Regions from separate parts of the Hordeum vulgare genome. Here region 2 is linked to region 1. The links are chromatin contacts, called in public Hi-C maps. All regions are on one chromosome and are shown on one strand. The core of a region is the stretch at or near the end of the contact, and the rest is flanking DNA. Distances in the headings are between cores, read along the strand shown.

What was found. Hi-C and Micro-C count contacts between places; a contact is called where the count stands out from the background.
Region 2: a contact with region 1 is called in a Hi-C map of seedling, with 5 times the contacts expected there. The contact joins the promoter of LOC123406255 here to the promoter of LOC123401802 in region 1. A contact is called at or near these places in 4 of 6 Hi-C or Micro-C datasets (leaf and seedling) and 1 of 1 datasets of contacts at active chromatin or transcription factors (embryo).

Annotation. Positions count from the first base shown.
Region 1 is chr6H:517,944,595-517,950,253 of MorexV3_pseudomolecules_assembly, reverse strand. LOC123401802 (cyclin-dependent kinase inhibitor 1-like) reads left to right here and starts at 2,427. Exons shown (of 4, transcript XM_045095650.1): 1 at 2,427-2,969; 2 at 3,095-3,153; 3 at 3,255-3,464; 4 at 3,576-4,142. The coding sequence starts at 2,568. The coding sequence ends at 3,654.
Region 2 is chr6H:518,183,386-518,188,631 of MorexV3_pseudomolecules_assembly, reverse strand. LOC123406255 (methionine aminopeptidase 1D, chloroplastic/mitochondrial) reads right to left here and starts at 1,806. Exons shown (of 10, transcript XM_045099741.1): 1 at 1,615-1,806; 2 at 1,438-1,507; 3 at 376-604; 4 at 1-78. The coding sequence starts at 1,723. LOC123406254 (phenylalanine--tRNA ligase alpha subunit, cytoplasmic-like) reads left to right here and starts at 1,906. Exons shown (of 18, transcript XM_045099740.1): 1 at 1,906-2,178; 2 at 2,286-2,411; 3 at 2,520-2,618; 4 at 2,930-2,986; 5 at 3,249-3,304; 6 at 3,396-3,488; 7 at 3,887-3,977; 8 at 4,071-4,108; 9 at 4,192-4,230; 10 at 4,478-4,554; 11 at 4,626-4,710; 12 at 4,776-4,875; 13 at 5,033-5,129. The coding sequence starts at 2,005.

The DNA of each region.
Region 1 (5,659 bases), core at 1,178-3,677:
GTAATTTATTTACCCACGGTGTGCCATGGCTCCCGGGTCTACTTCAATTATATTACAAAAATTAAAAGTAATTTACTGCAATTTATTTATTTTTGTTCGACTTTGCAATTTATCAATCTACAACTATCTGATTTAATCTTGCCACTAATGAGTACAAGGGGATTGAGAACCCTCTTGTCCGCGTTGGATGCAAGTATTTGCCTTTTTTGTGTAGATGTTGCCGAACGTTTGCTTGATTCTCGTACTAGTTTGATAAATCTTGGTTTTTAACTGAGATAAATATTTTTCTCTACTCTACTATATCACCCTTTATTTTCAGGGAAATTCTAACGCCACCACAAGTGGCAGAGTGCCATCGTCGGATTGAGAAAATAGTGCCCGGTCATCAAGACGCGTGGAGAGACCATGTAGCCCTAGTCGACCGAGCAGACGTGACCAACTGGTATCTAGGAGTAACATAGAGAGTGTGGGAGCTGTTGAGGTGGAAACTAAGTTACAATGGCAATTCCGTGAAAACCAAGTTTCAAAGTTTCATAGAATTCTACAACCAAACATGCTTGTTGGGAAGTTCATTTTGTATAAACATTTAAAGTATAATCTCTAAACTCATATTTATATGGGAGACAGAAATATACATCCACGGTTAGTTATCTCTACTATTGGAGGAGAACTGGACGTTGTATGACCCCCACCCCTACCCTTCCCTGTTTTTTTTCCTGTTGGTCGCCCCTCACCATGTTTTGCATTAACTCAATTATATCAAATCTTATGAAAACTCAATCAAATCGAAATTTTTATTGCGTTTCCTCACCAATACTCAAATCAAATCAAATATCTACTGCTAGAGGGAAATTTGTCATGTTTGTAGAACATCCTCTCCCCACCACACTGTATCACTTGTGGAATTTCAAGTATTTTCGAAACTTCAATTTTTCACGTGGTCTTCACCGGTTCCCGCATTATTTGGTTTTATCTGCATATTTTCTCTGCCTGCGCATGGGTGTGAAAATAACACCTGAGTAGAGTACTTGTTACGAGTACTTGTTAGCAGTTGCTATGCTGAGTCCGGAACATGCTTGTACTGACGGGCAGCTAGTTTACCTAAGCAAATGCATGGCAGGAGCCAGCATCCCACGAAGTCATTAATTCACGTTGGATCTTTGCGCGGTAACGCCAAAGCATCCAAAAAACCAGAGCGGACAGCCGCAGCGCTGTCGTCGTCACACGACCAGGCACTGCGCGCAACCCAGCTAGACATACGCCATCATCCGTCCACCAGCCGTCGGTATGCCGAAACTATCACCGTGGCCGAACGCCCACCACGCTCGGCACCGCTGCCCGCGCTCGGTGGGCGACTCCACTGAACCCACGCACGCGCCCGCCCGCTTGCCAAGGTAGATCCGGGGGGTTCTCCGCCAAAACTGCCGGTGCGGCGACCGACCTGCGGTGTCGTCCCGCGCACGGTACCCCGCGAACCTGCTCCGCTGGCCGATGCAGTTCGTTACACCCTGCCGTTTCAAATTCCCTAGTGCGTGATCATGCCACCCACGTAACATGTCCTTTGCAGCACAGCTGAATTACCACTGCGCAGAAAGCGAGCAGGTCGTGGCACTACCTACCGGGCGAACCTTGTACGCAGGCTTCAACCGCTTCAACCGCCGCAGGCGCGGAGCTGGCTCGCATCATCACGTGTGGAGCGGAGTGGATTGCATTGCATTGCAGACGACGGGCTTCCCGAGGCCGACGAAAGCAGATCAGGGGTGTGTGCAGCGCACGTCACCTATCGGGTATCGGCGACGGCAGACGGAATCTGAACCTGCCGCCGACCCCGCCCCGCTTTTCCGGGGAAAGCATCTCGACAGTTACCGTCCGATCCGCCCGCAGTTGCAGGGCAGCAGAACCCACCCAGAGCCCACCCAGAACCCAGGCCCAGGGGAGGCCCCCAGCAGCCTATCTGTAAAATTCCGTTTCTAGTACTGTACTATCTCACATCAGGCAAGCCCGCGGGCCCGGCCCTCGTCCGTCCGTTACTGCACCGCAAGCCACGCATGCAGCAACAACAACGGCCCTCTCCAAAAACCCGAACGTCGAATCGCAACCAACGGCAGTACCCCCATGCCATCAGTTTCAAATGCACCTCTCCAAACCACGGGAGCCGTCGGATCCCGGCCGGCGCACGTGTCTAGCCCACGGGGGGACGAGAGGGCAATCTCGTCCGTATACACGTAGCAGCCCCAGCGGGGCCATTCCCGTGATGATGATCACGTTCCGTTTGGGGCTTCCAGAACGCCGTTACGGCGTGACGGACGGGGGGCGAGGGGCCAGATCCGACTGACGGCGCCGTCGGGGCGGCGGGCGGTCCCTGGCCGTCCGATCGGGATCCGATCCCCGGGCCTCGGCGTGTTATATGCGTACGCGCACACGCGCACGGGGCTCGCTCCGGACGGGGGGAGAGAATCCAAAGAGCGAACCCAGCGGCATCATATCCCTCCCACCGGCGCAGCACTGCACACGGAAACGGCCAAAGGAGAGCAGGAGCGGAGCGGAGCGGAGCGGAACGGGGGGCGATGGGGAAGTACATGCGCAAGTGCAGGCCGGGGGAGGAGGCAGCGGTGGGCGGCGTGGAGGTGACGCAGGCCGTCGGCGTCCGGACCCGGTCGCGGGCGGCCGCGGCCAACGTCGTCGTGTCCAAGAGGAGGAGGCCGTCGCTGCCGCCCAGCTCGCCCCTGGGCGGCGGCGCCGCCGCCGCTCGTGCCCAGAGCGGGAGCTGCTACCTCAAGCTGCGGAGCCGCATGCTGTTCATGGCCCCGCCGGCGCCGGCCTCGGCCTCGGTCTCCGCCGCCCGCCACGGGGCGGCGCCGCTACCGGCCGGCCTCTCGCGCTGCTCCAGCACGGCGTCGTCCGTGGACGCGTCGGCGGCTGGTCAGGACAGGAGCCTCCCGTCGTGCGGCTCCGACGCCGCTGCCAAGGTGAGGGAATTGGAATTGGAATTGGGTCCAAACCCTAGAGTTCGAAATTCACATACGATTCGAGATCTCTCTCTCTCTCTCTCTCTCTCTTTTGGCTGAAAACCGTGGCTTTCTCCGCTCTACAGGCAGGCGTCCCCGAGGGCTCGGCGAGCAACAACGCGGAGAGCGGCGGCAACCGCGAGAGGTGCGGCATCCAGTTCCCTCTTGTTTCCTGCCAATTATTCCGAATTATGCCTCCTGACGTGCTCCTGACCCCCGTCCCGCTCGCCGTTTTCGAAAATTCAGGAGAGAGACGACGCCGTCCAGCCATTTCCCGGGCGACCTGAGCGACCTGGAGTCGGATCTTGCCGGGAGCGGCCGGTCATCACTTCCGCAAACACCGGCCACCCAGGTCCAGGTCCAGGCCGCCGCGAGGGCGAGGGTCCCGCCGGCGGCAGAGATCGAGGAGTTCTTTGCGGCCGCCGAGGAGGCTGAGGCCAGGCGCTTCGCTTGCAAGTAAGTAGTTTCACTTTCACATCAGCAGCGCGGAAATTGCAATTCTCTCCTTCGTCGCCGGAGTCCTGACGTGCGAGCTCTCTCTCTCTCTCTGTGTCTCGCCATGGCCAGGTACAACTTCGACGTGGCGCGCGGTGTGCCGCTGGACTCCGGCCGGTTCGAGTGGACCCCGGCGGTGAGCAGCAGCTAGCTAGCTATCTCAATTCTCAAAGCGAGCGCGTGAGAGCGTGCAAAGGGGGGAGAGAAGCTGTAGCTAGAAAGTCACTCACTGTAGAGCTGGGGCGCCGGCCGGCCGGCCGTCCGTGTAGAAAGGCGAAGGGAAAAAGATGCTCGGGAAAGAAGAAAAGAAGCATTATAGCCTAACCAACCAACCAACCAACCACCGATTCATCAGCAACTTTTTCATTCGCTCACACTCACTCACATACTCTCACCATTATCACCTCTCACACCCCCTTCTGATTTCCCCAGCAGCTAGCAGTAGCAGTTTTACTTCCCTACTGGAGTACTTATCTTTGACGACAGGATAGATCTCTCGATCGGTCCCTTACTGTAATTGTCACTTGGTAGTTAATTACCTTACATGTATTTGCCTGGATTTTTTTCACTGTACATCGTCAGCTTGTAGCAGCAGCAGCTTCTGGCTGCGCCGCAGATCTATAATTTGATTTGAGTGAAGAACCCGTCTCCCTTTGCCGTTTCCATCCATGCATGCATATGATTCCATCTTATCCATTTCGCTGGTCCTGCAAGAAATGCATACGTTGTGCAGATCGTCGGATAGCTACTAGGTACAGTAGTTCTATAAGTGAGCAGGCAGGCAGGGTAAACAGCTTCAGCACCCATGCATGGCATGGATGGATGCTTCGGTGCAGAGTGCGGTGCAGTGCAGACAGACAGTACAGGCAGGCAGACTGCAGTGGAGGCTTCCATGGCAGGCAGGCGGCAGGCGGCATGGCGTGCCGTGGAAAGAAGGTTTTGCTGGGAGATGGGGGACCCCGGTGCCGGGGCCGAGGCAGCGGATCTCCCACGCCCAGGGAAGAAGGGATGCCAAGTTATCTACCGTCTCCCCAGCTCTGCCGTCGTCGCGGTTAAAAAATGGGGTTGGTTGGAGCAAGTGGCCATTAACCTATGTGAGCAAGTATGATTAGTGTGTGGCTAAACAAGGCGCCGGTGTGGGAGCTGGCGCTGGATCCATGGCACATGGGTGCATCATGCCGTGCACGGTGGGGGGCATTAAGGAATGTTAGTTGCATCGGGATCTGGGTTAGTCAGTAGGTTGGTAAAAAACTGAAAACTAGGGTGGGAGCAGAGCAGAGAGAGAGAGAGAGATGCCGCTGGGATTCGGTGCCATTGCTGCACCGCTGGGAACTGGGACGAACTAGACCTACACGCACGCACACTGCTGTTTGCTGGCTTTCATTTGCACTGAAACCTGTGGCGGCGTGGGGCCGGCCCTAGCCCTGTACCTCATTTCATTGGTAACTTGTGTACCGTGCCTCTGGGTGGGGAGAGGCTTGTACGTGTAGCCCGATATGGAAACGTATCAGCTCGTTCTGGCCATGGATGCTCCCTCTAGGTTGGGTTCAGTTTTGGAAAATATGCTGAACTTTTCTTGCGGTGCTCGTACTGTATTTTGCTACCCCTGCCGCTTTGCCTGTGCCAAGCCAACGGCAATCTGTCCTGAAGTGCATTTGCTGGCATTCGTCCATGGTGTGTGAAGGATGGATTCCATATAATCCAAAAAATAAACAGGGCACGCACTGACGAAGAAAGAGCGGGTCACTTTCCGTGCAGTTGAAGATGAAATGACACCAACGGTGCGCCTGTGATTGGACGAATGAAAAGTCGACACAACGTGCAAGAGAGAGATGGAGATGGGGGTGGTGGTTGATGGGGAGCATGCATGATCGGGCACGTTGTGAGCATCATAAAATAAGCTGGGTCGATGGCTTTACACTTCTGCAACGCTACCAGCAGGCCCAGATCCGTGGAAGGTGGTGGGGGTGCGGTCATGAAGGAGAGACCAAATCGATCCGATCCAACGGGGTTGGCAGCGCGGCGCAGTGCGTTTGTTTGTCGTCGATCACCAGTGATTTGGTCCCAGCCGGCGGTGAAAAGGGTGCCTGCATGCATGCATGCTGGGCGTTCGACAACAGGCGCATAGAAAACGCGGTGATTTACTGGGAAGCGCG
Region 2 (5,246 bases), core at 557-3,056, 240 kb before region 1:
AAGAGGTGACGGGTATGCACCATTATCGATTATCATTTGGTGCACCGCTTTATCTATCTCATCAGTTGTTATGCCTGGCTGTAAATAAGAACCGATCAATTTTTGACACTTGAGTCTTAGACCACCCTAGTGGGATAATTTTCAGAAATGAAGTACTTTATGAGAAGGGACTTCTACTTCACACACTACTTAAAAGGTGTTTAAAATGTGTATCAGTTGTGTCCTGCACCTGAACCTTTACCAGAGGATCCATTTGCTTGGTGTGCTCTTTTCTCTTAACAAAGTATTGGATGAATGGAATGAGGTTTCCGTTGTGAATGTAAAGTTCCACAACTAAAAAGAATAATCAGGTAGCGATGCCAATAACAACATTACATTTACAAGTGTCCCAGCAAACTTCAAAACTTGTGCGGCAAGCTTTCCAGAAGCTCTCATGCATTCGATCCCTTTTTCATCATGTATTTCAGGTCCACCGTTCATCTGAGGTCTTTGACGGGAATTGACATAAGGAGGCTGCTGTATATGACTGGGAACGGTTAGACGAGGAGACACTTTCCCAGGTCGTAGGCGTCTAGGGTTATTTTCCAGTGAGTCATCCCGACTTCTGTGGAAGTCCAAAAAAGAAACATAAATGTGAATCTACATGTATGCTCCATACAACAGTAAATGTATCAGAGATCTACAAACAATAGATGCCATTTAAAGGCACAGGCAGAATTCAATAGTATTCTCTATACACTATAAGTAATATATGTAACAGGTACAGCATATAAAGTAATAAAGTATGCCTTGATTTTGACCATACAAATATTTGAGAAGCACAGAGTATACAGTACAGACAGGCACAATCCATATTTCATAAGATCAATAACTCAGGGAACTTCATACCCGTTTATCTAATAGTAAAAAAAAATATTATCTAACTCTGATACAAGCATATCTCACTTCTTAGCATTCTATCTCCTTGAAATGAAATCAACAAAAAAGTGATTCCAGAAAGAAACTCTTCACTCAGATCATATCACCAGAACAAGAATATCCTACTACTGTTGACCCCCTACCTTAATGAGAGCATTGGGGAAAAGGGAGCCCCTGAAATCAACAAGCAATAAACATATCTGCGTATGTGGTCAATGCACCAAGTTGTGTGTTCGCGTAGCCATGTACTGGATAATAAAGGCAACCAATAAACTGGCATTTCAGCTACTGCTTCAATTTAGAGCATTGGTATAAATAAAAGATGGGAAATACATGTGTTCGCCCAAGATAGCCAAAGTCAGGCCATCATGTATTGTATTCATTGATGGGTCAAGTTGTATCACTATATAAAGGTATATTACGCATACCAGTTGCAAATGACCACTCTATCTGCACAGAAAGACAGGCTCGCAGCTAATCTACCGCTGTTGAAGAGGGAATGGCGACCGGGGAGCTCACCTCCTGTTGAAGAGGGCGTCCACCAGGCTGGAGAGCGTTCTCGTGGCCTGGCACGTCACCCGCCTGTGCCCTGCAAGAGGAGACCCGAGCCGTCCTCTCAGCGAATGTTTCCCCCGGCAGGAGCTGACGACGGGGCAAGCGTTTGAGCCGAAGCGCGAACGGGGGAGGGGCGCATACCTCTGCCTGGGGCGGCGGCGCGGAGGAGCGGCCTGGCGGAGAGCGCGCCGAGGCGGTCGCCCAGGAGGGCGCAGAGCAGGCGCGGCGACGGCGGGCTCGCCATGGCCATGGCCACTGCGCCGCACGCGCGCGCGAGCGGGATATGGGGGAGAGGCAGGGGAGCAGGGGAAAGGAAATCGAGAGCTGTGGTGGAGAGTCGAGAGTCGAGACTAGCCGTCGTGGGCTTTCCGTGCGTGCCAAGTCGGACCCCGCCAATAAAACCGGACCGCACCGGAGGCGTCGGCCGAACCAGGCGAGAGACACAAGACCAAAACCCAACCAAACCCCCATCTCCCTCCTCCCGGAACCCCATCGCCGCCGCCGCCGCCGCCGAGCCGACCCGCGCCGAGGATGGCAGCGGAGCAGCCGTCGTCGGAGGACGTGGAGGACGAGCTCCTCGCCCACCTCGACGCCAACGCCGAGATCCCCGACTCGCGCTCCTTCGCATCCTCCCTCGGCGTCCCGCACAGGGACGTCGAAGACGTGATCAAGAGGCTCTGCGCCTTCCGGATCGTCGGGAGCACGGTACGGCACCCTCGTCCCTCTCTCCAGTCCCCTCAGCTTCGCGTAGCCCCTGCCCCGAGTTAGTTCCCCCGAGACCTAACGAGCCGTGCTCGCTTTCCTGCCCGCAGGACATGACCAAGGAGGCGCTGGTGCTCACCGACGAGGCCAAGGGCTACGTCGCCAGGGGCTCCCCCGAGGTGCAGTTCGTCGCGGCCATGCCTCCGAAGGGCGCCGCCTCCAAGGCCGCGCTCCAGGTGATTTCCCTCTCTGACCTATGTGGCCTTCAGGAGGTGCTCGATTGGAGTCAATAGTTTCGGCTCCGGAGATCTCTGATGTCTGATGCTTAGGGTGCTGCATTGTAGGAGATATTGGGGGACGTGTTCGATGTTGGATTGAAGGCTGCTGCCAAGAAGCAGTGGATTGGATTCGACAAGGAAAACGAGGACCTCGTAACGAGAAGGGTATTAGAGCTGAGCTCGTTTCACTTTCTTCTCTTCATTGTTGTATATACAGCTCAGTTTAGTCTGTATCTCTGTTGGAAACTCGCTTGCCGTATCTACTGTTCTTTTCGGGCACTATGTTCTCAATTTGCCAATGTCTGGGTTGTAGACGTAGAATGTACGTAGAAAACGTTGCCTCATCATCATAGTTCAACTCTTCCATTGTGCAATAGTTACACCTGTGTTCACTGAAGGTCTCTCGGTGCTTTTGTCTGTCTCGATCTTTTTATCTCTAGGCATGGCATTGCATGATTTCTTTTTGTTTTATTCAGGTTAAGGATACCAAGGATGAGTTGCAAGAGCAGCTTAAACGTCTGGAGAATGGGGAGGTTGGTGTTGCTTTATTGCTCGTTGTTCCTCTCATATTTTGTGTGATGGCATGGCACAATTATTTGTTAGGTACAATAGCTAGTAAGTACTCCCTCTGTCCCAAAATTCTTGTCTTAAATTTGTCTACATATGTATGTATCTAGTCACGTTTTAGTATTTAGATACATCCATGTCTAGACAAACCTAAGACAAGAATTTTGAGACTGAGGGAGTACCAAATAGTTCTTTACCCCTTCTTAAGAAAAAAGGTCTTTCATGTAGGTTTTTGATGATAAAGTAATGGAGGGTTTGAAGAGAAGAAAGCTTATAACAAAAGAGTAAGTATCTGTTTGCAAGATATCTCTTTTAAAGTTTCAATAAATGCCGGTCGATTATCCTAATTTCTACACCTACTTCACTGTTGTTCAGAAAATCTATTTGGTATTCACTGAAGAAGGGGCCTGAATTTGTTGTAAAGAGAAAAACATTGGCTACCGATGTGACACGAGATCATCTGAAGAGGTAATTTGATGTCACTTATCTCAAGCTAATTTTCAAAATTGAGCAGGAAACCTCTGCTTGTTGGCTATAAACTACTCCCTCTGTCCCATAATATAAGATGTTATTACAACCAATATATGAGTACATTGGTTGTAGCTAGTAACATCTTATATCATGAGACGGAGGGAGTATAATTTACCATGAACAATTGAAGACTACACAGAAGACTCATCATTGCCTTTTGTCTTCTAAATTGCCCAGCTGTACTTATCCTATCTGTCAAAGGCTACATTAAACTTATTGTCATGTTAAAAATCTTAAAATCGAATTTTAAGATCTATTATATGTGTACCTATTAATGGATAATAATAACTGACTTGTTATAACTTTTCCTTTTAAATGCTTTTTCTTTCCTACAGTGGCGACTGGAAGGATCTGGAATTTAAAGATTATAACTATGGAGCTCAAGGACAACCTATTGCGATAGGATATAGTCAACCGTTGTTAGAGGTACTTCAAATCTTTACTGTGTTCCATTTTTTCATAGAGCTTCATCTGATAAACCAGATAACTCACAACTGTTATTTGGTGGGTTTTCTTCAGGTCCTTGAGGCAATCCAAAACATTTTTGTCGAGATGGGGTAAATACAAAAATTGGTTCATGATATACGCAATTTAAGACAATATTCGGAAAATGGATTAATTCATTTTATTGATGTAACAGGTTCAGTGAGATGCCAACAAACATGTTTGTAGAGAGCAGGTAAAATAGAAAATAAGACAAGACATTGTTTTCTTTTCTTTTCTCATACCTGTTTGTAGTCAATTTCCTGTACTGGTAGAATAATCTTCTGTACAAACTTGGAAGTTTTTTTAGGATTTAGGATTGATAGTTCCGTGACAACACCATATAAGTATATGACGAGACAATGTAGTGTATAGCATATCACTGTTTCCTAGATTAATATTGATATATTTATAACATTGTATGAATGCCTTTCTTTTGCTAGCTTCTGGAATTTCGATGCACTGTTCCAGCCACAACAGCATCCTGCTCGTGATTCACACGATACCTTTTTCCTCAAAGGTAAAGGTTATGCTACTTCTGTTCAGCCGAGTTGGATATAAACATACTTAATCAACCGAGTTTTTTTGCAGCCCCTGCTACAACACCACAATTACCCGATGACTATCTTGAGAAAGTAAAGCAAGTCCATCAGTCTGGTGGTTATGGCTCCAAAGGGTATGTTCTGGTGTCTTTGCTGCAGTTTACCCAGAGAGTTCTTAATTTAAGGTTGCTGTCTGCAGATATGGTTATGATTGGAAGCGAGATGAAGCAGAGAAAAACCTGCTTCGTACTCACACAACTGCAGTTTCCACAAGGATGCTATACAAGCTAGCACAGGAGGTATAGCAATTAAGTGTTGCTTATTTTATCTCTTTGTAGCTCCATAACTTATATCGTCTTAGTTTGACTAAATTAGTGGAGGCGATACTAGTTTTATTTCTCTGTTCTTTTGAATGATTAATGAGATTTGTTTTCTTTGATACCAAGGGTTGTTCAGAATTCATTTGCTCCTAAGAGATACTATTCTATTGATCGCGTTTTCCGGAATGAAGCTGTGGACCGAACTCATCTTGCAGAATTCCACCAGATAGAAGGTAACCATTCTCTTGTTTCTTGCCTATGGGATGTTTAATTGATTGATATCTGGTCTGTATTGTAGATGCCACACGTGTTACCTTCTGCCAAGGAGGCTACTTACAATGCTTCTGATT